Linked DNA regions of Mus musculus: all the other regions are linked to region 7. A link is a contact called in public Hi-C, HiCAR-type and HiChIP or PLAC-seq data. All regions are on one chromosome and are shown on one strand. The core of a region is the stretch at or near the end of the contact, and the rest is flanking DNA. Distances in the headings are between cores, read along the strand shown. Region 1 overlaps Cacna1c (calcium channel, voltage-dependent, L type, alpha 1C subunit). Region 2 overlaps Cacna1c (calcium channel, voltage-dependent, L type, alpha 1C subunit). Region 3 overlaps Cacna1c (calcium channel, voltage-dependent, L type, alpha 1C subunit). Region 4 overlaps Cacna1c (calcium channel, voltage-dependent, L type, alpha 1C subunit). Region 5 overlaps Cacna1c (calcium channel, voltage-dependent, L type, alpha 1C subunit). Region 6 overlaps Cacna1c (calcium channel, voltage-dependent, L type, alpha 1C subunit). Region 7 holds the start of Cacna1c (calcium channel, voltage-dependent, L type, alpha 1C subunit).

Region 1 (2,798 bases), core at 189-2,688, 300 kb before region 7:
CTGAGTTTGGACTTGGTAAGAAGAACTGGGCATTAAGTGAGAGAGTAAACGAGACATTTCGAAAATAGCAGCGAGCTGTTACAAGCTCAGTGGCATTCAAAGCCAATCTGTGCACAAGGACAAAAGTGTGGTGGGGGGTTGTTCTGGCCTGAGTCCTCTATGTGAATAGGAGGATGCCTTCCTTTCCTGAAATCCTCTGCATGTAAGCTGCCCCCAATTCCTCTAAGAGAAGGCCATCATGGGCACGAAGCTAACTAAGACCACCAGAAGGGTGGCGGGTGAAGGGGTCTGAGGAAGAGATTGTGGGGGACTCAGTAAGCTGACTGAGACATGCTAAAGAGGTCTGTTGGCTAGAAAAGGCAAAGGGGAAAGCCTTGGTGGTGGGGACGTATGTGGAGCACTGCCAGCAGGCTGGTCATGTCTCAGGAAGACCAGGCACACTCTGCATGGAGCAGAGAACGGAAGGGCCCCTAAGCCATGGGGCTATGCCCTCTCCTGCTGACCGCTGGGCAGCATGTCCCCAACTCAGAGCTACCACCGCTGCCGCTCACTTTCCTCTTCCGAGGCGTGAGAGAATCAGGGTAACTTTCCAGATGGAAGAAAGGTGACAGTCCCACTGTGATGATCCCATTCAGAAAGAAATCCACCCTGACAGTGCTAGAGGGTCGTGACTAGGGCCAGGGGGACACACTGGAAACCTGGACAGCAAAGCGGAGTTTTGGCTCTCAGACCAGAAGTGAGAAACTCCCATCTCAGATGGAGAAACAGAACAGAAGATAAAAAGGCAAGTAAAATACCCAAGGGGAAATCTGAAAATGCAAAGAATAAAGAGGTAAGACAGCCAGGAAGAAAAACATAAGGGAAAACACAGAAAATGGAACAATGGATGGACATCAGCTGTTCAAGTCCCCATGTCCACCCATTGTTCACAGTGCCCCTGAGACCTGTCCAACAGGTGCAGCTGGGTACAAGGAGCTCATGGTGCACTCAGTTGTGATCTCTAAATCGGTGGCACCTCATGGTCTGTGGCAAAGGCATGGTGGGCATGGATCCAGCACAGCCATGGCTAACATCTGGCTCCAGGCGCCCAGGCGGCAGCTGTGGGTGATGAGTGTTGCTGTGATGTCTCTGAGAGATACTTTGGCCTTGGAGAAAGTGAGTCTGTGACCAGGAACCAGGGTCATTCCTGGCATTGGGCCTCCTTCTGGCTACAGGTCACATCTGTTGCTCAGGTCTGCCCATATTCAGTAAGAAGTAAAACACATTTGGAAGACACCAGCTTACATGAAGTTCAAAGGCGATCTTGCTGCAGGACTTCTTAGAGCCTCTGCACATTCACATGCCCTGTGACATCCAGAGGAACAGGCAGGGGTATAAGCTTTAGGACAGCCTGGGTTTTATCTCAGGATAGCTATTTATAGCTCAAAAGGACACTGGATTCCACAAGAGAGGCCCTGACCTATGTATAAGAACACTGGAACTTGGTACTGTGCACACCTGTCTAAGGCCCCTTCCTTCAGCCCCCAAACCCACAGACTGCCCACTAAGCACAAGTGACTAAAATCTGTTCAACCCAGGTAGCCGGTGCCCTTCCTGTGGCTCATGGTAGAACCCTCACCCTCAAGCTCAGAACTGTGAAGGGCCTGGAGGGAGGCCATACTCTGTAGGTGGTAAGCCTTTCAAGAGAAATACTAAAAGTGACAGGAAGCCAGGGATATCAGAGGAGCCAAGTGACTGCCAAGTAAGGAACAAGCAGATCAGATAATTCTCATGGCACAGGTGACAGTGTTGACCCCATTTGATTGACAAGAAAAGTGGAGCTCATACAAGAAGTTGACCCCCCCAGATCCCATGGTTAGCACAGGATGAACCTGGGATGTGAGTGTGTGGTGGCCTCACTCTGAGCCCACTGTGAGTGAGGGGATACCCGGGGAGGCATTTAGAGTACCACTGCTGAAGAAGCTTATACGCACAAATACTGAGTAGACTAAGATAGCCAGGGAGAGCTTTCTTTATGAAAGGAACAGGGCAAACACAGAGCTGAGAGGGGCGGGGTCACTTTGGGGACCTCTGTGGCCATGTGGAATCGAAGAGGAGGCGGTGGGTGGACTTGGCGAGATGGAGAGAGGTGTCCAGCTGAAGCCACCACAAACTTTTGCATGAGGACCTGGCAGTAGTGCGCCAAGTGGCCTGGAGACAATGAGCTTTGGCATGTCACATCAGTGGGCTCCAGCAGCCCTGCTGACCAACCAGTGCAATCAACTAAGGCCCCTTCCTTCAGCACCCAAACCCACAGACTGCCCACTAAGCACAAGTGACTAAAATCTGTTCAACCCAGGTAGCCAGTACCCTTCCCGTGGCTCTTGGTAAAATCCTCACCCTCAAGCTCAGAACTGTGAAGGGCCTGGAGGGAGGCCATACTCTGTAGGTGGTGAGCCTTCGATCTCAGCACACTTCCACAGAAGCAATAATTGGTATGCAATCCCCACAGAAAGTGGGGAGAAACTCGGAGGGTAGTTTGTTTGGGTCAGGGGTGTCCTGGGCACACTGAGCTTCATCGAAGAGTTATTGATTTGATGATCATGTTTCTGTTAGCTCATCCTATCAACTTCCCCTGCATTCCAGCTGTTAGGCTTAGACAAAGTGACCTGCCTTCCACTCCTCCCTATGGGTGCACCCTCTTACTTATTCCTCCAGTGCAACACCGGCACCTTCTCAACAAGAGAAGCCAGGTTTCTGAGGTTGGATTTCTCTCCAATCTAGTGCAGCTTGACAACATTTCAAATCCGTTTTATAGG
Region 2 (2,700 bases), core at 77-2,576, 430 kb before region 7:
ATATAAGTTGTGGGGAGCTGGGAGCACTCAGGCTTCGGTACGTGAGATGCAGGCATGCACTAGGTTTGGGACCGGGAAAAAAGAGAGCTCCTTTTCCTCCCGCCATCCTTACACACCTGTTGTTTGGGCTGAAGATGAAAAATGCACTGGCTTCCGGCATGGGAACTGCCTTTTCCTTAAGGTGCAGCTCAGACAGGGGCCGGGGGCGTGGCCCCACAGGCATCTCTGGCTCCTCTTCATCCTCTTCCCCTATAAGGAAGAGAAAAGCTCCATTCTCAGCGACTCCACCACTCACTCCCACCTCTGCGCCCACTTTCAGACACATCCTACTGAGGATCAAGACATCATCTCTGGTACCTCTGAACTAACTATAGGATGCTAATCCAGGCAGATGTTCTGCCTCGCCTCGTGGGGCTATCCAAAGCCACCTCTGTTAGAGACAGACATTGCTGAAAGTATATAATAGTAGGGGCTGTATGTAGGATGAGCAATGTGTTTGTGGTTGTTCAAACTGTTCTGGTTTTTAAAATCCGGAACAGTTTTAAAATGGTTTTATATGCTTGGCGATTTCCTAGTATTGAGGGAAAAAAAAAAAACCCAAAACAGATGATTGGTTACCCTGTTTGGAAGGTGCTAGAGAAGAGGCTGGGTAAGCCCAGACATTGCCTGTGGTATCCATTCATCTCAGCTGTAGGTGGGTAAAGAGGATGGCTTAGTTTACTTGTGGCATACCTTACGGACAACTCTATTTTTTGAGACACCCATTGATCAAATGAGGGAACTTACTATTGCCTTGCAGCTAAATTGACATGGCCACGCACTGCCTTCTAAATATTTATTTTTATGCCTATAAACAAATGTTACTTTCAGTCATGATCAGAGAATCTTTAATTGCAATGGATGGTAGTAAATGCAGAGGCTTGTGGTCACTGTATGTGCTCAGCCCTAAATAGGACATTTATATTTAAGACTCAGGGAACACGACAAAAGAAGGCATGGAAGGAATCCGTGAGCCTGAAGTTAGGAATAGAAGCTTCTAAGTGCTACCTTCTGGGTATGACAGCCACTGCAAGCAGGATCCCACAGCAGCTGAGGCTGCCTTTACATAGCCTGCATAAGACTGGGCCTATCATTAATCAGTCATGGATGGGGCGAGACTCATGGGCCCTACCTCTCCCTGCTGAACTACTGGCTTCACTGGCTTCTGGGTAGGGGCAGTTATTGTCTTCGGTTGTATATCCACGGAAGCGCCTACCAGGCTGCAACAGACACTCCTAATCCCACAGTCATACAGGCAGCTCTGATTAAGCTCTACATAGGCAACTCTGACTAACCTAAAGTGAGTCACAGAACCAAGCAAAAAGACATGAATGTAGGGAAGGGGGTGTGTATGATGGGGGTGGGAGGAAGGCGGAAGAGGTGGGGGTGGGGTAAGAGTAACCAGAATGCACTATACTCCATATTCATGCATAAAATTGTCACGCAACAAATTTAATTAAAATTCACTTTAAAAAACTTAACAAATTATACTTCAATACCGCTCCCACCCCCACCCCCCACCCCGTACTTTCCCAGGATTGCTCAGAAAACAAGGCGGAGAGAGTAAGAGCTCAGGCAACGACAAGAGGCCTTTCATCCTGAGGCTGCGCACTGGCATCAAGTGAAGGGATTCCTTTGCTCTTCTGGCCAGTGGTGTAGCTTTGGGAAACTGGAGTCAAACAGTTCCTATTTAGCTTGCCTCACAGCATCTATGGGAGAAGGCTCTATGCGTGCTTCTCGTTAAACGTTCTTGGAAATGCACAGCCCGAGAAAGGCAGCAGTAACACGGCTGTTCCAGAAATGCCCTTGGTCTAAATCATGGCCCTGTTTCTTTCTGAATACGGCTCTCGCATTTGGTCCCCCCCTCTGCTCAGCCTCGCCTAGGATGGAATAATAGTAATAGTGTATGGATATTTCAGAGCACTGTCTGGCACGCAGCGGAGGCTGTGGAAGCATCATCTCTCACACTAGCAATCGCTACCCACAGGACAGATGCTGAGCGTATGAAGTCAGTGCCCATCTTCCTCAGTCTCATCCTTTCCCTGATCTGAATCAACTGATCTCCTCAAGCCCAATCATCGCCTGGCAGCAACTTCAATGGGGGGGGCCTGGTATCCTCCAAGCACTCCCAGAATTCCAGAGTACGATCTTAGAAACAGTGTCTTTGCAGATGCAATTAACTATGATAGACTCTGCCGGGCCATCCGTCTAACGCTAGTTGCTCCTACTCTTGTTTAAGGGCACACACACAAGTTAGAAGGCCATGTGAATAAAAACAGAGACAGATTAGCATGGTTGGTCTGGAAGACTTCTGGCTACCACAGGAATTAGGAAGAGGCAAGCAAGGATTCGTCAGCAGAATGAGGATGGCTCTATTAAAACGGACGTCAGATTTCAAGTGAGAGAGAACGAATCTCTTTGATTTTAAGGCATCCAACGCGTGGTTATTTCTTAGGTTTCAGGAAGCTTAGGCCCTGGCTAATGCTCTCCATCTTTGAGCATCCCTTCATTGTCTTCTCTGCAGAGCTGACAAGGATGTCAGTGTAGAGACATGGATGTGAGAGAGGGGCTTGTAGGGGAAAGGGGAGGGGACTAACAAGGGTGGGAGGGAACAGAAGAGGGTAAGGAGGCAAGAGTAACCAGAATGCATTATATATGGAT
Region 3 (2,970 bases), core at 413-2,912, 280 kb before region 7:
CTGTACAGAAGATAGCATTAACATTCTTCCAACTGGCCAGTCCTATACCACTGAAGTTCATAAGGTCAGGCAGGCCCCTGGGCTACACTGAGCCACTTCAATCTACTCATCATAGACCTTGGCAAATTAAGTCTCCGAAGACAGAGAACCCTAACACCAGATTGAGGTGTGTGTGCCATGGACATTGTAAGCTCTTAGTGGGAGGCAGATGTTGGTAGGAGTGCTGCCTGTGGTGCAGGCCAGTGTTAATGTAAATGCTGAAGAGAAGGTAGAGCCAACACTGGGACCATTGCCAGTCTTGCCCAAATCACAGGTCTCATGGAGATGCCCTGGTGTTCTTCTCTGTGAGGACTACAGGAGAGGCTTCAGGTCACATGAAAGACACAGTGCTCACCCAAGAAAAATCTCGCTTCCACTGTAACTGCAACCTCTCTATCCTTGAAGAGCACGCTGATTCCTGCTGGCTTCAAGGCTTGTGAATAAAGAAGAAAATCCTTTTCCCATTACTGAGCTCAGTAAAGCTGGGAATTTTCACATGAAAATCTCATTAGGAAACCAAAAAAAAAAAAAAGTAGAAAACAGCAAAACATACAGAACATGTTGAGTTGGGTAACAGAACACTGGCAGGCTGGCCGTGCTCTGTGATCTTAGGACTCTCACATCTAGACTAGTTACTGAGCATACACCCTCCCTTTTGTCACCAGCTCCATGTGTTCGCCATTTCTGCAGCCCTTTCTGCTGGACTCCGTTCACTCCCCTGAAGGTCATCTCTGGACTCAGAACCCTCCAGAACCCAACCCAGGGTTTCCTAATATTGAAAACTCTTCAATTTACACATCCAGTAAATGGGATGACATCTGTGTCACCAAGGAGAGAAGATGGCTATTCTCTGCAGGCAGCAGGGGACATATATATATATGTTTTAAACCAAGGATCTATCTCTGGGGCATCTCACATTTATCCTGCCTCTTCCCTAAGCATCAAGACTGCAGAATGTCTTATCTTATTAGCCACAATTACTTTTTCATCGGCCTTCGATTCTAATATGGTGTTCATCATGGCCAAGTCCAGGTTCATCCCATGAAATAGGAGGTGTTATTTGCATCCACACTACAGCAGCCTTATCAGGAGCAGGGGGACCCTAACACTGGTCTGCAGGGCCCCAGCTTCCAACCTGCACTACTGCTGGTTGACCCTTGAAATCTCGGAGAACCATGTAGCTTTTCTCCCGGTCTCCCTTCTCAGTCAAATCCAGAGGTGCAGTCATTCTCCAAAGGGCTGTGGACAACAGAACGTTAAATCATCTGCCCTAGTAGGCGAGAAAATCGGTACCCAAAAGGATTTAAACATGGGAGAACAGGGGCCTGAGTAGCGTCGGAGCATCTGTTCCGGGCATTTGACATGCATCACTGAATCCTATAACAACCCAGAAAAATAAAGAGCTCCTCTCCTCTCACACAAGCCAGAAACAGGCTCATAGAAGTCGAACGGTTTGCTCTGGACCATGGAAGCAGTGGGTGGGGTGTGTGTGTGTGTGTGTGTGTGTGTGTGTGTGTGTGTGAAATCTGAGCCATCAGAATCCAAAGCTCTTCCTGCTAACAGCCTGCTTAACACTATACAGCCGGTTGATTGCCACATAGACACATGGGCAGGACAGCAGCAGTCGCCCCTGTATACAGGCCGGCTGTGGGGCCTTCTCTGGAGGAGACACAGAGGGGCCAGTCCAGCAGAACACAGGCCCACTGTCCTTAGCCAGAGCTAGCAATCAGCCCACACTGCTTGTCCCTCCTCACCTCAGCCAGTGTTCACTTAAAGAGGCCTCATCAGCCAGGATGGATTTCCAGGGTCTGCCGGGCGGCTCCTGCTACAGCAGTAGGCCTTGCTGCTCTCAATAAGCCCAGGTTTCTGTAGAAGCTGAAGTTGCAGGCTAAGCTTGTAGTTATGAAGTGGGGCGCTGCAAGGCATGAACTGCTAACTCAGGAGAAGCTATTGGGGTGAGCTTTGGCTGAGGGCTGGGAGTACCAAGTGCACAGCAAGGTAGCTAGGGATCCACCAAGGCCACAGACGCTTAGAAATGTAGATTGTCTCAGGAATCCAAGCAATGTAACATAGGCCAGCATCCCTTAAGAAACTCCCTGTAGTCGCTACATTCTACTGAATGTCTCCATAAATCAAAGCCAAGACATTCAGCCAGTGTGCTCACACGTAAAGGTTGGTATTCACGCTGAGACTGTAACCAAGTGCTTGCTCCAGTGGACACTAGACACTCCCTCCAACCTGAGCTCAAATCATTTTGTTCAAAGAACAATGCAACAACAACAACAACAACAACAAACAACAACAACAACCCATAACTCCCTAGCAGATATAAAGCTACCCAAAGAGGGATTCCCAGTGAGGGATGATTGGAAACGCTGGATTAGGAAGGAAAGAAAAGAATACTCTTGGCCAACAAGTGGTCTCTCAGAAATCTATTACAGCAAACGGATATATCCAAGGTCCTGGGAAATTGGATACTTTTCTTCCTACTGATGACAAGACCTGATTAATGTGCTGTCAGGGCTCCTGTAGCTTCCTAGGAGAGACTGAAGTACACTTTCGAATTTTCCTAATGAACACACAGCTTTTTAAAAAATAAAAATTAGAGAAATTAAGTTGTATGGATGCACTAAGGCTAATTATCAAATGGAAAGAGTTACTGTAGTAACTATAAAAAGGCTGCCAGTATTAGTCAGAAATAATTCATGTATTTCCTTCTCTCTCTCCTTCACTTCACATCATGGATCCTTCATTATAAGCCAGAGTCTGGGGAAGTGTTGGCTTTAAGATGATCCGAGTTCTTCAGGAAATCTGATAAACAAACCATCCTCTGGCTTCCCCCACGTTCAAATTGAGTTTGAGAACAAGCAGAGCATGGTCAGTTCTGAGCCCCAGGGCTGGGGACTCCATTGATGGCACTGGGCTTGAGCT
Region 4 (2,941 bases), core at 178-2,677, 400 kb before region 7:
AAGCATTTGAAGGTACATGCCCACTTAATTTTGAAGCTAAGAGAAAGGTAAATACAGGCAGAATAGCATGTTGAGAGAGGTTGCTCAAATGGCCACGAATAAGACTGCCAATGTGCAGGTGACATGTCAACAAGGATGGGGAAAGTCTCAGAAAACCGCCCTCCTAGATGATGCGCTACCAGCAGCTAAGAGAGGGCAAATCTATCTTCTCCAGGGACAAGGTCCCTGACAGGTTACCGGACACCAGGTGGTTGGCCCTAAACACGTTACACATGAGCAACACTAGATGGACTCAGTGGGTTATATACTTACAAATATATATCAATAATAATTAAAGGTCAAGAGGTCATGAAATTGTGAGGAGTAGGGAGATATGGAAGGTATTGAGAGGGGAGAGGGAGAAGTGGGAATCGTGTAAATACAGGACTCATATATGAAATTCTCAAAACAAAGTAAGTTTAAGTAAAAAAAAAAAGATCACAAAGAACGGAATGCAAATGAGAAATTACAATGATCAGAGACCCTTGTAGGATGTTGGAAGGTGACTGCTTAAAGCCATGTTGTCCCAGTCAGGCAAAAAGCAAGCCACATTACGGAACAAGAAAACATCAACCCTTCTCGTTTTTTTTTTTTTTTTTTTAATTAAAAAAACAAAACCTGAAGATGTGACAGGTGGCAAAGCCATCGTGCATGAGATAATTATATCTCCGGGGCACTGAGAAGCTGAGCCAAGTGCCTTTATTGCTCTGAACTGTTAACTAACAACCTTTTTCCACCCCCAAGACTGCCTGCTAGGCTGCAGGGTTTAATCACAAGTTAACTGAGTATGTGGGAGGGGGACCTAGAGCCCAGGGCAGCATCTTTTATCTAGAGCCACTGTTTAATGGGGGAAGAAATGTTTGCTAGCTGCTAAATGGAGACAGGCGGACAGGTTACTCTCTGTGGAAGGATATGCTGAGCTCAGGGATGCTTAAGGATGCCTGGTTGGCTCCAGGCTTTCTTGCAGTCAGTCTCACGGTTGCCTAGAATCTTTCCCTGCTGCCGGTCTCACCTTTACTCTAGGTCCCATTAAGTCATGAGCAAAAGTGAGATCTTAGACACCCTCCACCCCCTCCCCCCACCAAGGAACTTGGAAATTCTCTCAAGGAAATAGATTTTTGATGTGGGATAAGGGAAGATCAGAGCTGACCAAATAGTCTTTCTTGTGCACATGGGGCCACTGCTTGGTGTCTTGCATACTCTGGGCCAAAGGAAATGGCTCATGAGCCTCTGGCCTACTTGGCTCCAAGTCTTGATGTCTCACCCTGTATGCTTCTTGTTGCTAACAGGAGCCTGTGAACATGATTTTAGGTTCTCTGTATCCAAAGACATTCATCTGTCTTTAATATAGGCATCCTCCCTTAGCCCAGCAGAGGCGCTCAGCACCTGCACATAACAGAGGAGCGCTGTCACTTAAGTGGGTCCCAGAAGAGCTGGCCTTAGAGCTTCCTGTAAGATTACCGGCTTTGATTCCTCGGCACTCCTTGTATGCAGGAGCAGTTAGCTACAGGACTTACATCATGAAATAGAAGGATACTGCTCACAGCCCCCATCTCCTGGCAGTAGAGATAGACTCTGTTTGCATCACTCTTTCCACTGTGGAGGAACGATCCAGAGACCACCGAGCACCTTAGCATGTCTGCTTCCTACTGACAATTGACATCAGTGCAGACCGCAGAGTCCTGAAAACGGCAGAATCCTCCAGCGTATCCAAACTCAACGGGCATTAGAAGCTTGCTTGGAAGTCTCTTGTTTTTTGTGTTTTTTTTTTTTTTTCTGTCACTCAGAGTCACGTGGAATGCCATCCCTACTTCACATCTCAGGTGGATTTGTTATAAGCAAGGAAGTGGAGGAGGTTAATAACTAGCCAGGGCATTGGAGATCCAGAATAAGGCTCTGGGCAGGGACTGGAGTCTCCTTATTCCCAGGCACTCACCTGAACATCTTAGGACCCACCTGGAAACCAAGAATTTTCTTCCTGACTTTGATATTCAAAAATTAAAGACAACGGCCAATCCATCCTTTCCCTTAGTCATTTGCTTTGCATTTATCATGATTTGGCAGATATCTGAACCTCTTGGGAGCTGTTTATACTCCCAGCTTTTCCTTCGTTTGAGTAATACTACCGGCTGTGGGAAAGGGTAGTTTCCTGAATTGTTCCTATTTTGTCTTTCACACAGTCAGACAGATAGCTGACTCAGCTTCCCTAACTCTACAGCTTGGTCACAACCCTGGATGAACAAGACTCCAACTATTTGATACTAAATATAGCTTCTCTCCATTTCTAGCCTGAACCTCCTTCTTGGAACCCAGGCTTGGCCCGTACTGGATCCTCTCACTTACCTTGCCTCTTCTAAGCCCCCAGACACATGAAAAGCCTGACTTCTAGCGTGCAGCTTGATCCTCCATGATGTCCAGGTGGACCTTGGCATAAGGCAGATTGCCCCCTCGGCTTTAAACAGGGTCACTGTGGGTAACCTCCCCACCCAGATTCACACAATTGATTTTTAGTGCTTTTTGGTTATAAAAAAAGTATCAAAAATATGTTTTAAAGGTGCCAAGTCCACATCGACAGTGTCAGTCTCCAGAATGTCCTGGGCTGCACAGCCAGTGATCCCATCTGCATCTTCCAGGCTAGCCATCACATTTCTGCAATATCTGCCCCCACTCTGCCAGAGATGATGGACCTTACAGTGATTCCCATGACCGACCAGTGTGCTCCTGACTTCACACTCTTTATAGAACCATAGGCCTGCAGAGCTGGAAGGAACCCTTCATGTCACGTGGGTCTCTGGTACATGATTTCTCAAACTCTAGAACACCTTATTCATTTGTGATCTTACACAGAGCTGAATATGGCAGAGATGGCAGTGGTGCTCTCTAACGTAGCCTTGGAAGGTGG
Region 5 (2,700 bases), core at 6-2,505, 370 kb before region 7:
TGCAACACCTCTCCTTTTTGTAGTGTCTGATCTCCCCTTCCCACTTCCTCCTGCAACTGTGGAGTGACAAGAAGAGGCTGTGGATGGATGATGTTCTGGCCCAGCCCTCCATCCTTTAAACTTTTCTATTAGAATGGATGCAGCTTCCTCATTTGAACCTCAGTCTTTCCTTCTGTGAAATGGAAGCATGAGTAGCTTCTAGCTCATGAAGCTGTCATGAACACTGAATCAACTAACATGAGCTATGCAGAGCACAGGCTCTGACACAGTATGGGGAGACAGACTGTGCCATCCTTGGGATAGTGCTTTCATGGGCTCCAAGGCTTCCTCGTTTTTCTGAAAGGTTGGTCTAACTCACGTCTAGCTGATGAATGAGTGGGATTTCCCCCCTGAATATTTGAGGTTAACAATTACACTGCTGTCCTTATTAATCAAGATGCCAATTTTAAACCATCACCAGTGTGGCTTAAACTCACTGGAGCTTGTTTCCTGGTTTGTCACTGCACAGGTTAGAGGCAATGCATTCAGAGTCACGGGACCTTGACAAAAGCCAGAAGGGGTGGACAACTGCTTACAGACATCTGGCTGGCTGGACAAAGGGCCCATCAATGTGTCTGGAACTGCCCGGAGCATGCTGCAACTTTGTGGATGCTCGGGTGCTAGCAGGCCCCAGAACAGAGCAAATGAACTGCAGGTTCAGAGGCTAAAGAGTCGTTATATTCCTGTCCCATGTCAATCAAATGTTCTGAAAGCCATTAAGCATCAAAACATTGGATTATGCACATCTATGTAACTACTTGATCTAAATGAGACCAAGGTGTCATTTCAAAATGATCTTTCGCCAGCATCAGCAGCTGCTCCTTTAACATCTCTGACTCGACACCAGCAGGTTGGCCACACTTGTGGGAGACAGGGACAGCAATGGCTGTAAGGATGAAAACGGAGCCTTCAGAGTCTGGTTCGCATTCTCCAGATTGTATTGCTACATGCTAAGATTTGGTCCCTAACATCTGAGGGAAGAAAATGGAATTTAAGTTCCATACATATATTGGTTTAGAGCTCCGGGCTACGCGACAACCAGACTTATTCAATGCAGAGCTAGCAGCCAGTGATAAGAAAACAGGATCCAAACTAAGCCTTCAGGCCCAAGTCTGCCGACTGCCAGAAAAGTGACGTGTCTTGGCTCAAGCTACTCATCTTTAAAAGTCAAAGTAGTTACTGCAGTCAGCACTGCTACTGAGCGCTGACTGTATACTAGTCCTGTGCCTAATACTCTACTTGGACATTCCCGTTCATTCTACAGTGACAGCCACCCATGAGCTGATGTTATCTTTCTTTTTTTGACATGGAAAACAAAGATTTAAAAATATGAGGTTGCCAGATATTGTGCACCCAGCAAACACAGAGTTAGGATAGCCAAATTTCTGTCTTGAAAGGGGATAATGAGCTTGATTCTTTTCCAATGCTGTCAGTGAGATTCATGTATAAACAACGGGCCATTTTCTTGTGTTGGAAGATAAGAACAACCCACCACCACCCTCAACCTCCAGGCAGCTAACCAGGAGCTTATATACGACTCCATCTCCTGCTCTCCTGTGGTCTCACCTTGGCAAAAGGCAAGATGTCTTTCTGGGCCATGGGAGGGATAAGATAGGAGTTTTTCCTTTGCTCTATTGCAGACTGAACCCCACGCCCTGACCATGGAAGGAGACAGAACACTGCCCAGTCTGCACTGAAAGGCGCCTCTTTCCTTCCTCTTGAACTGCCCCCAGCAGTAAATCCCTAGGTGCCCAGAAAAAAGAGTTGCCCCATCCAAGCAGAGCAGAAACAGCTCCCCCACCTCCTTCTAGATCAAAGTCAGTAGGCAAGTCCCCTAGAGAGGGCCAGAGGGTCACCAGGAGCATTTAAGTGTCAGGTCTTGGCATGGCTGGCATGAGCTAGTGAAAAATGGGTAGCCGAGGAGACACTCTAGGTCTCAGTGGTGAGAAGGTAGCCATTGTTGGGGTCTCGATACCACAGCCACAAGTCATTCTTTTATTGCAAATTGCATCTGAGCAAGGGCTAAAAACAGGTAGGTTTGTGTTTGTGGCCACCTAGATAAATCTGAAGGAAAATGAATTACACCTCCTCTCTAACCTCATGATAACCTGTGGCTTTAAATAGTTATGTGTCCTTCACATTCAGAAAGGTAAAGATCAACAATTGCCTGTTTGACTTTGAAATGAGAATTAGACTTGTAGTCTATATTTCTTTACACATAAATGTATGTGCATACACACAAATACACACACAGTCATGGAATTTTGTCTCTTTGGTTTTGATAGTGCTGGGACGGAACACAGAGAGTGTCCATGGGATACCTGCAGATACCTTACCACTGAACCACCCTGCCATATCAACTTGTATTTTAAACCAAACTCTTCCTTTTCTGGCCTGTTGACTCAATAAAAGTGGTTTAAAGCTTGCACTTGCCTGCAGATGATAGCTGTCTCATGGGCTCAGGCCTGTGTTTATTCCCAAGGGCACTGTGAGTGTTGTGTGTGCACAGGAACCTTCTTTCAGAGTCCTGCCGTGAACTTATCCCCACTCAAGACTCTTTCTGCACTGCTGCTCCTCAGGCTGAGTGGGTATGGCCCAAAGGGAAGCAGCCTGAGTCCCTGGGGGCTGGGAAGGAAGGTCTTGGTGTGTGTGGTGGCATAT
Region 6 (2,700 bases), core at 132-2,631, 340 kb before region 7:
GTACTATATTTGCGCCTAAATATGTAAGACCTGCTCATGTCAATGACTGCCAATTGTACCACAGAAAAGTTGGTGTAGTGTGAACCTTGACTACATCCTAAAGGCGCATGCATTGCTGCCCTGGGATGGTCTTCCTTTGAGGTGGTGGAGACCTCATAGGTGGGATTTAGAAGGAGTCTCTGGGTCACCAGGATGCCTTGGATGGGGATTGTGAGACTCTAGTCTTTTCCTCACATCCTAAACAGTGGTGCCGCTGTCTGTTTAGTTAGTGATTGGACAGGTGTGGAAACAAGGGCGAGAAAGACACGGAGTGCACGCTCTGCTCACCGACCACTTCCTGGAATGTATACCTAAACTGTATTTTCATTTCACTCTCTCTTCCTTTTCCTTTGTGGCACTTAGACCGAGTGGGCTTTGTCATTAGCATTAGTTCTAATTAAGTAAACATCTTGCTTTTGGCTGTTTGTTTCGCATGTTTGTGATTTCCAAGAAAGGGCCAGGCACAGAGATGAGTCACGGAGATGTAGTTCAGGAGGTTTAAGGATCTCACCTGACCTTTGTGCTAGAATGCCACCTGCCACAGTCCTCGATTCCCAGCCAGTGCTTAATCATGCCTGTTGACTTATCATGTGGCATCTTTCCCACCTCTGAACTGTCTGATTGCTACAATCCTAGGAGTTAACGACTGGGGCGATGCGCACAAGGTCACACCTTGCAGATGACTACCTAAGTTCGGAAACTCCTGTCTCAAGAAGAATTCATAGACCACCGCTGTCTTCTATTTTCAAAAGACTGAACGACAGAGCTCAGGATTCTAATGCTAAAATAGTTTAACTCTCTCATTTCACAGAGAAGAGAGCAGAAGACTCCTGGACAAACGGGAGTTGTGATGGTTTGTATTATCCTTGGACCAGGGAGTGGCACCATCTGAAGGTGTGGCCTTGTTGGAATAGGTGTGACCTAGTTGGAATGGGTGTGTCACTGTGGGTGTGGGTATACGATCCTCACCCTACTTGCCTGGAAGTCAGTCTTCCCCTGGCAGCCTTTGGATGAAGACATAGAATTCTCAGCTCCTCCTGTGCCATGGCTGCCTGGATACTGCCATGTTCCCACCTTGATGATAATGGACTGAACCTCTGAACCTGTAAGCCAGGCCCAATTAAATGTTGTTTTTATAAGACTTGCCTTGGTCATGGTGTCTGTTCACAGCAGTAAAACCCTGACTAATACAGGAGTCAAGTAGCTTGCCCACTGCAGCCACAAATCCACACCCTGCTCTCCTGCAGGCCAACTTAAGCATTGAATCCACGGGCAGCAACAGAGCCATTTCTCATTATCCTTCAGAGCCCAAGGAGTTCAGGAATTCGTAAAATGCAAATGTGCTCACACCCTGACTATCAGCTGCCTCATTCTCTCCGGCCAGTTCTGTCTGTGGGACAGCCCTAAGCATCCTTCTGGACTGCGTAATCTTCAGCGCCCATCTCCCTGCATTCCTTCGGGTGACACATTGGAGGCTATCCTTCCTGCCTACAAATCAGGGGTAATATCCCTGCTTCCTGGACCATTGGGCTAGTTAATCACCGAATCCAGCTCTCGACGGCAAAGCTTACCTTGAGGCTGTACACCGCTTTGAATGGACCGTGTCCTGTTATCACCTGCTACCTGGTTCTCGAGTGAAAGGTGTATTTTCATTACTGGGCAAGGGCTGGACGCCACAGCACATTTAACTTTGCTGTTGGTGGCATGTATTGTTTGTCACTGATACTTTTCTCTCACCCTGCTCTACCAAATAATCAGATTTCTCCAGCTTAGTCACATACTGTTATTTATTTCTTATAAAACTCTATGATGGGCAGAGCTGAGAAGGCACGGGATGCTCATGGATGAATTCCCTGACTTTGTGACCTTTCGGTCATTTTCTCTTACAAATGCTGTGGCGTATCCAGGGGTGGACTTACAAGACTTTATTGCTGGAAGGGAGCAGGGCTCTACCAGGAAAAGGCTTGCTCTTATCTGTGCTGTGCACATTATTAGTTTGTAGACAGAGAAACTGAGCCTGAACAGGAAACAGAGAAACTGTGGGCAGCAGAGCTAGGGCAAGACTTGTGCCACGGGAGAACCCTGAAGGGAGATAAGAGATGCTGAGCTAAGGAAGATCAGGGCACAGGAGAGGGCTGTCTGCAGTCAGGTCAGGAGACAGAGCAGCTTTTCCTCCCTGCAGCCACGGTTCTGCATGGTAGCCACATCAGTATCAGGACCTTCATGGGGATTCTTGAAGCAAACCAGGCCAGGGGATACGCACAGGAGCTTGGGAAGTCACCCTTGTGGACGGAGGAAAGCCCACGCTGTTCATAGCTGCCCTCTTGAGAACCCTAAGAACCTTGGTCCTTGGCTGCCCCTTGCCACAGGGGTAGACAGGCATGAACAGTCTGCCCCCTGTTCACTTCTCGACAACTGCTTACAGCTTTTTTCTTGAGTGTGGGGCTAGTCTATACATGGATTTATGAGCTGGCTAGGGCTAGTATGTCTTGGTGACCCAAGCAGATAGGGAGCCTAAAAGTTCACTTCCTTCTGTGTCTGCCCCTACCTCTTCACCATAAACTACAAGGCCCATTATCTCCAGTGTGTCCCACTGCCTGGTGTTGTGGCTGGCTCCCAGGTGATCATGGGAGGAAACCTAGCTGGTGCCCCTCTTGAATG
Region 7 (2,766 bases), core at 206-2,705:
TAATAACTTGTCGATGGGGACTGGGGAGGAGAGGGAGAAAGTTTCCAAGAAGTGGGGAGCTACCCGAAAGCCATTCACCATTAGAGGGGAGCTGATGACACTTGATGCCCAGGATGGAGATGCTTAGAGAACACTAAGTATGGAGCCTCAGAGCTAGTCACACCCTTTCATGATTCCCTGAAAACATGGAAAAGCAAAGCCCACACATCACTGAGGCTTCTAACCGCTTTCCATCCTCAGGTGCGAGTCCACACTGGGGTGCTAACAGTAACACACCCGGCACCCGGCGTGGGCTCGCTCGGGGTCAATGGCAGTGGAGAGGTGGGCGGTGTTGAGAAGCCGAAGAGCCTGAGAGCCTGGAGAGAGGAGGCGCGCTGAGACGCACAGCTGCAGCCCCCGCCCCCACCCCCACCCGCGACCCGGAGCGCACTGCCCGAGGAAGTGGCGTCGGGAAGAGTGGACGTGGGGCAGCCTGGGGGGCCACCGGCGCGGGGCTGGTCTCCGTAGGGGTGCGCGCGAGAGCGCGCGTTCCCTGCCGCGCCCCAGCAAAGCAAGGGACCCCGAAGCAGCGGCTCCTCGGCTCGCCGTGGCCAGACTGGCCGGCCGGCTTTCGAGGCAAAGGCGAGAAATGCAGGCAGCGCCGACACTTGGGGAACTTTCCCCCTCGCTCGGGATTTCATGGGAACCACATGCTCCGAAGAAGCCCGGCCGCGGAGGGGGAGGGGCGGGAATTTTCCGCTCCGGCTCGCACGGCGGCTCGGCCGGCTCCCGCGGGCTCCCGCGCGCGGGGTTGGCGCCCCTCGCGAGGCACGCGGCGAGGGCCGCTCCACCGGGACCCGCCGTGGGCAGCGCGGGCGAGCCCGGCGAGGCGCTGGGGTCCCGCTTACCTTGGTGGTTTTCCTCTGGAACGTACATCCTCGTGTTTTCATTGACCATTGGCCAAAAACTGCTTGGAAAGGAGAAGCCACAAAGAGGAAGAAATGCAGCAACAGCCGCGAGCGGCTCGGGATGGATCCCTCCTCCGAGGCCGGCGGCTCTCGCGCAAATCCAGGAACCCGTGGATCCGCAGTGGTTCTTGCTCCCTTCGGGTGATTACCTGATCCCCATTATTGCACCAAACACCAAAAACTGCTGCTTTCCACTACCGCCTCCTTTCGTGAGATTGTAATGCATCCTCAGTACATCCGGGCCCCTTCCAAGAATTTAGCACCGCACCTCTGGCGGCTACACCATTTGAAAATAAAAATGATAAGAATAATAAATGGAGAGGCAGAGCGAGAAGAGGCGCAAAGGCGAGGCGAGGGAAAGCGGCGGGCCCGCGGCGCCGGGTGGACCCCGAGCCGCCAGGGGGCCCGAGGCGTCTCCGGCCCGCCCAGGGCGATCGCCGCGAGGCCCCGACCCGCGATCTTCGGCGACGGCAGCCGCGAACACCTGAGGGCGAGCCCGCGGGAAGCGTCGCCGCCGCCGCCGCCACTGCCGCCGCCGCTCCGGGCCGCGCCGCGCCGAGCGCCGTTCTGGCAGGGAGCTGTTTCTGCAGAGGCAGCGAGAGGGAGACACCGGGCGCGAGAGCGCGGCGCGGCCTCCCTCCTCCCTCCAGCCCCGCCGCGCCCGCGCCCGCCCCTGCCCGCGCCCGCCCGCCCGCCCGCCCGCCCGGCGCGCCGGAGCAGACGAGCTGAACGCTTCCAGATGTGGCGGCGGCGCGCGGCGGGGACCGGAGCCCGAGTGGAGCGGCGCCGCCACGCGAGAACCCCCTGGCTTCGCGACGGCGGGGAACGAGCCCAGGAGCGGACACACCTCCGAGAGCCCGGCTGCAAGACCTCCACCCTCCCGAGGCCCCGCGGCCACCGCGCGTCCCTGGGGGGGTGGGGGGGGGCGCCACGCTAGCAAGGCCTGGGAGGGGAATCCCGGCAACACGAACTACAATGTGCCCAACTCCCGGCCCCTTTCACATCGACCGGACGAAACAGCAAAATGAGCCGTGATTCTGTTGATCGATTACAATCAGAGCGGTTGTAGAAGTGACACACACAGGCAAGGATGGGCAGATGGGCGGGGAGAGAGAGAGCCCAAGAGGCGGAGCCTTGTGGGCAAGGCAGCAGTGGTGCCCAGATGTCTGAGAACATTAACACAGCCAGGTTTGCTCTCTCCTTGGGGTCAGGCGAGCACGTGTTCTGCCAGTGTCTCCTTACCTACTTCTCTTAATTCTGCCACCCTGGCGGGGAGCTATGAAACACTTCTCCCTGACTCTCGCTGTCACAGTAATATGTATGGCACCTCCTGCACGCACGACCCTCTAGATGGGGCTGGTGAGCCCATTCTAGAAGGGCCTACCACTGGGAAACCAGATCTAAATATCAACCCTTAGAAGACTTCACGCCCTGTCTCCAGGTTCCCTAAAAGACCCTATCATCTACGTGGCTTTAAGCACGGCTAAGTGTCAGCTGCAAATCTCCAGTTTAGACCTTCCTTCTCACCCATAGGCCAGCCAACCTGCCCTCTCCACTTGAGAATCAAACCTTATATGTCCAGGCCTGCTTCTCACACAGCCTTCCCCCAACTCAGCTGAAGAACCCTGGAGACACCTTGACTTGATCTCCTCCACCGCTTCACATCAGTATATCTCGGAATTCACCTCAGACAGAACAAGGCAGTGTAACCTTCCCTGGCTTTCTCTGCTGCCACCTTCCATGGCTGAGCCAAAGTTCTACCTCTGGCGCTCTGCAGTAGCTGGTTCTCTATTTACCCTCCTCTCCTCGGGTTCGTTCG

What was found. Hi-C and Micro-C count contacts between places; a contact is called where the count stands out from the background. HiCAR-type assays count read pairs that join an accessible place to other places. HiChIP or PLAC-seq counts read pairs in DNA pulled down with a chosen protein or histone mark.
Region 1: a contact with region 7 is called in an H3K4me3 HiChIP or PLAC-seq map of the SCID.adh cell line, with 12 read pairs. The contact joins the enhancer-like site here to the promoter of Cacna1c in region 7. A contact is called at or near these places in 2 of 15 datasets of contacts at CTCF or cohesin (both in the NIH/3T3 cell line), 4 of 484 Hi-C or Micro-C datasets (the G1E-ER4 cell line, cortical neurons and embryonic stem cells), 15 of 115 datasets of contacts at active chromatin or transcription factors (the NIH/3T3 cell line, the SCID.adh cell line, SST interneurons and 10 more) and 2 of 9 other capture datasets (embryonic stem cells and pancreatic islet).
Region 2: a Hi-C map of cerebral cortex shows a contact between it and region 7, with 2.4 times the contacts expected there. The contact joins the enhancer-like site here to the promoter of Cacna1c in region 7. A contact is called at or near these places in 2 of 15 datasets of contacts at CTCF or cohesin (both in the NIH/3T3 cell line), 4 of 484 Hi-C or Micro-C datasets (cerebral cortex, cortical neurons, embryonic retina and 1 more) and 13 of 115 datasets of contacts at active chromatin or transcription factors (SST interneurons, craniofacial prominence, embryonic basal ganglia and 10 more).
Region 3: an H3K27ac HiChIP or PLAC-seq map of SST interneurons shows a contact between it and region 7, with 4 times the contacts expected there. The contact joins the enhancer-like site here to the promoter of Cacna1c in region 7. A contact is called at or near these places in 7 of 39 promoter capture datasets (the 3T3-L1 cell line, cranial neural crest, hippocampal neurons and 3 more), 1 of 15 datasets of contacts at CTCF or cohesin (the NIH/3T3 cell line), 3 of 484 Hi-C or Micro-C datasets (3T3-L1-derived adipocytes, cerebral cortex and nephron progenitors), 16 of 115 datasets of contacts at active chromatin or transcription factors (the NIH/3T3 cell line, the SCID.adh cell line, SST interneurons and 10 more) and 2 of 9 other capture datasets (embryonic stem cells and pancreatic islet).
Region 4: a contact with region 7 is called in an H3K27ac HiChIP or PLAC-seq map of SST interneurons, with 6 times the contacts expected there. The contact joins the enhancer-like site here to the promoter of Cacna1c in region 7. A contact is called at or near these places in 1 of 15 datasets of contacts at CTCF or cohesin (the NIH/3T3 cell line), 3 of 484 Hi-C or Micro-C datasets (cerebral cortex, cortical neurons and uterus), 13 of 115 datasets of contacts at active chromatin or transcription factors (the NIH/3T3 cell line, the SCID.adh cell line, SST interneurons and 8 more) and 1 of 9 other capture datasets (embryonic stem cells).
Region 5: a Hi-C map of cortical neurons shows a contact between it and region 7, with 2.3 times the contacts expected there. The contact joins the enhancer-like site here to the promoter of Cacna1c in region 7. A contact is called at or near these places in 2 of 15 datasets of contacts at CTCF or cohesin (the NIH/3T3 cell line and stem cell-derived epiblast-like cells), 7 of 484 Hi-C or Micro-C datasets (the N1E-115 cell line, cerebral cortex, cortical neurons and 2 more) and 11 of 115 datasets of contacts at active chromatin or transcription factors (the NIH/3T3 cell line, SST interneurons, VIP interneurons and 8 more).
Region 6: a contact with region 7 is called in a HiCAR-type map of embryonic stem cells, with 3 times the contacts expected there. The contact joins the enhancer-like site here to the promoter of Cacna1c in region 7. A contact is called at or near these places in 2 of 15 datasets of contacts at CTCF or cohesin (both in the NIH/3T3 cell line), 5 of 484 Hi-C or Micro-C datasets (brain, cerebellum, cortical neurons and 2 more), 11 of 115 datasets of contacts at active chromatin or transcription factors (the NIH/3T3 cell line, SST interneurons, craniofacial prominence and 6 more) and 1 of 9 other capture datasets (embryonic stem cells).

The regions. Positions count from the first base shown.
Region 1 is chr6:118,804,228-118,807,025 of GRCm38.p6, forward strand. The region is part of intron 3 of Cacna1c (calcium channel, voltage-dependent, L type, alpha 1C subunit); the gene reads right to left. Among named protein-coding and RNA genes, the nearest start is that of 1700080F18Rik, 35 kb to the right of the region's middle. Within about 2 kb of position 1,439, at least 4 of the 459 cell types and tissues checked have an H3K27ac peak or open chromatin away from gene starts, as enhancers often do. A contact at or near this core is called in the SCID.adh cell line, where this site is marked.
Region 2 is chr6:118,676,190-118,678,889 of GRCm38.p6, forward strand. It overlaps Cacna1c (calcium channel, voltage-dependent, L type, alpha 1C subunit), which reads right to left. Exons shown (of 47, transcript NM_001159534.2): 19 at 117-249. Among named protein-coding and RNA genes, the nearest start is that of Gm38887, 81 kb to the left of the region's middle. Within about 2 kb of position 1,327, at least 12 of the 459 cell types and tissues checked have an H3K27ac peak or open chromatin away from gene starts, as enhancers often do. A contact at or near this core is called in SST interneurons and cerebral cortex, where this site is marked.
Region 3 is chr6:118,826,214-118,829,183 of GRCm38.p6, forward strand. All of the region lies in intron 3 of Cacna1c (calcium channel, voltage-dependent, L type, alpha 1C subunit), which reads right to left. Among named protein-coding and RNA genes, the nearest start is that of 1700080F18Rik, 13 kb to the right of the region's middle. Within about 2 kb of position 1,663, at least 36 of the 459 cell types and tissues checked have an H3K27ac peak or open chromatin away from gene starts, as enhancers often do. A contact at or near this core is called in SST interneurons and pancreatic islet, where this site is marked.
Region 4 is chr6:118,706,439-118,709,379 of GRCm38.p6, forward strand. All of the region lies in intron 10 of Cacna1c (calcium channel, voltage-dependent, L type, alpha 1C subunit), which reads right to left. Among named protein-coding and RNA genes, the nearest start is that of Gm38887, 110 kb to the left of the region's middle. Within about 2 kb of position 1,428, at least 6 of the 459 cell types and tissues checked have an H3K27ac peak or open chromatin away from gene starts, as enhancers often do. A contact at or near this core is called in SST interneurons, where this site is marked.
Region 5 is chr6:118,738,971-118,741,670 of GRCm38.p6, forward strand. All of the region lies in intron 8 of Cacna1c (calcium channel, voltage-dependent, L type, alpha 1C subunit), which reads right to left. Among named protein-coding and RNA genes, the nearest start is that of 1700080F18Rik, 100 kb to the right of the region's middle. Within about 2 kb of position 1,256, at least 14 of the 459 cell types and tissues checked have an H3K27ac peak or open chromatin away from gene starts, as enhancers often do. A contact at or near this core is called in cortical neurons, where this site is marked.
Region 6 is chr6:118,769,245-118,771,944 of GRCm38.p6, forward strand. All of the region lies in intron 5 of Cacna1c (calcium channel, voltage-dependent, L type, alpha 1C subunit), which reads right to left. Among named protein-coding and RNA genes, the nearest start is that of 1700080F18Rik, 70 kb to the right of the region's middle. Within about 2 kb of position 1,382, at least 20 of the 459 cell types and tissues checked have an H3K27ac peak or open chromatin away from gene starts, as enhancers often do. A contact at or near this core is called in embryonic stem cells, where this site is marked.
Region 7 is chr6:119,107,040-119,109,805 of GRCm38.p6, forward strand. Cacna1c (calcium channel, voltage-dependent, L type, alpha 1C subunit) reads right to left here and starts at 1,456. Exons shown (of 47, transcript NM_001159534.2): 1 at 888-1,456. The coding sequence starts at 936.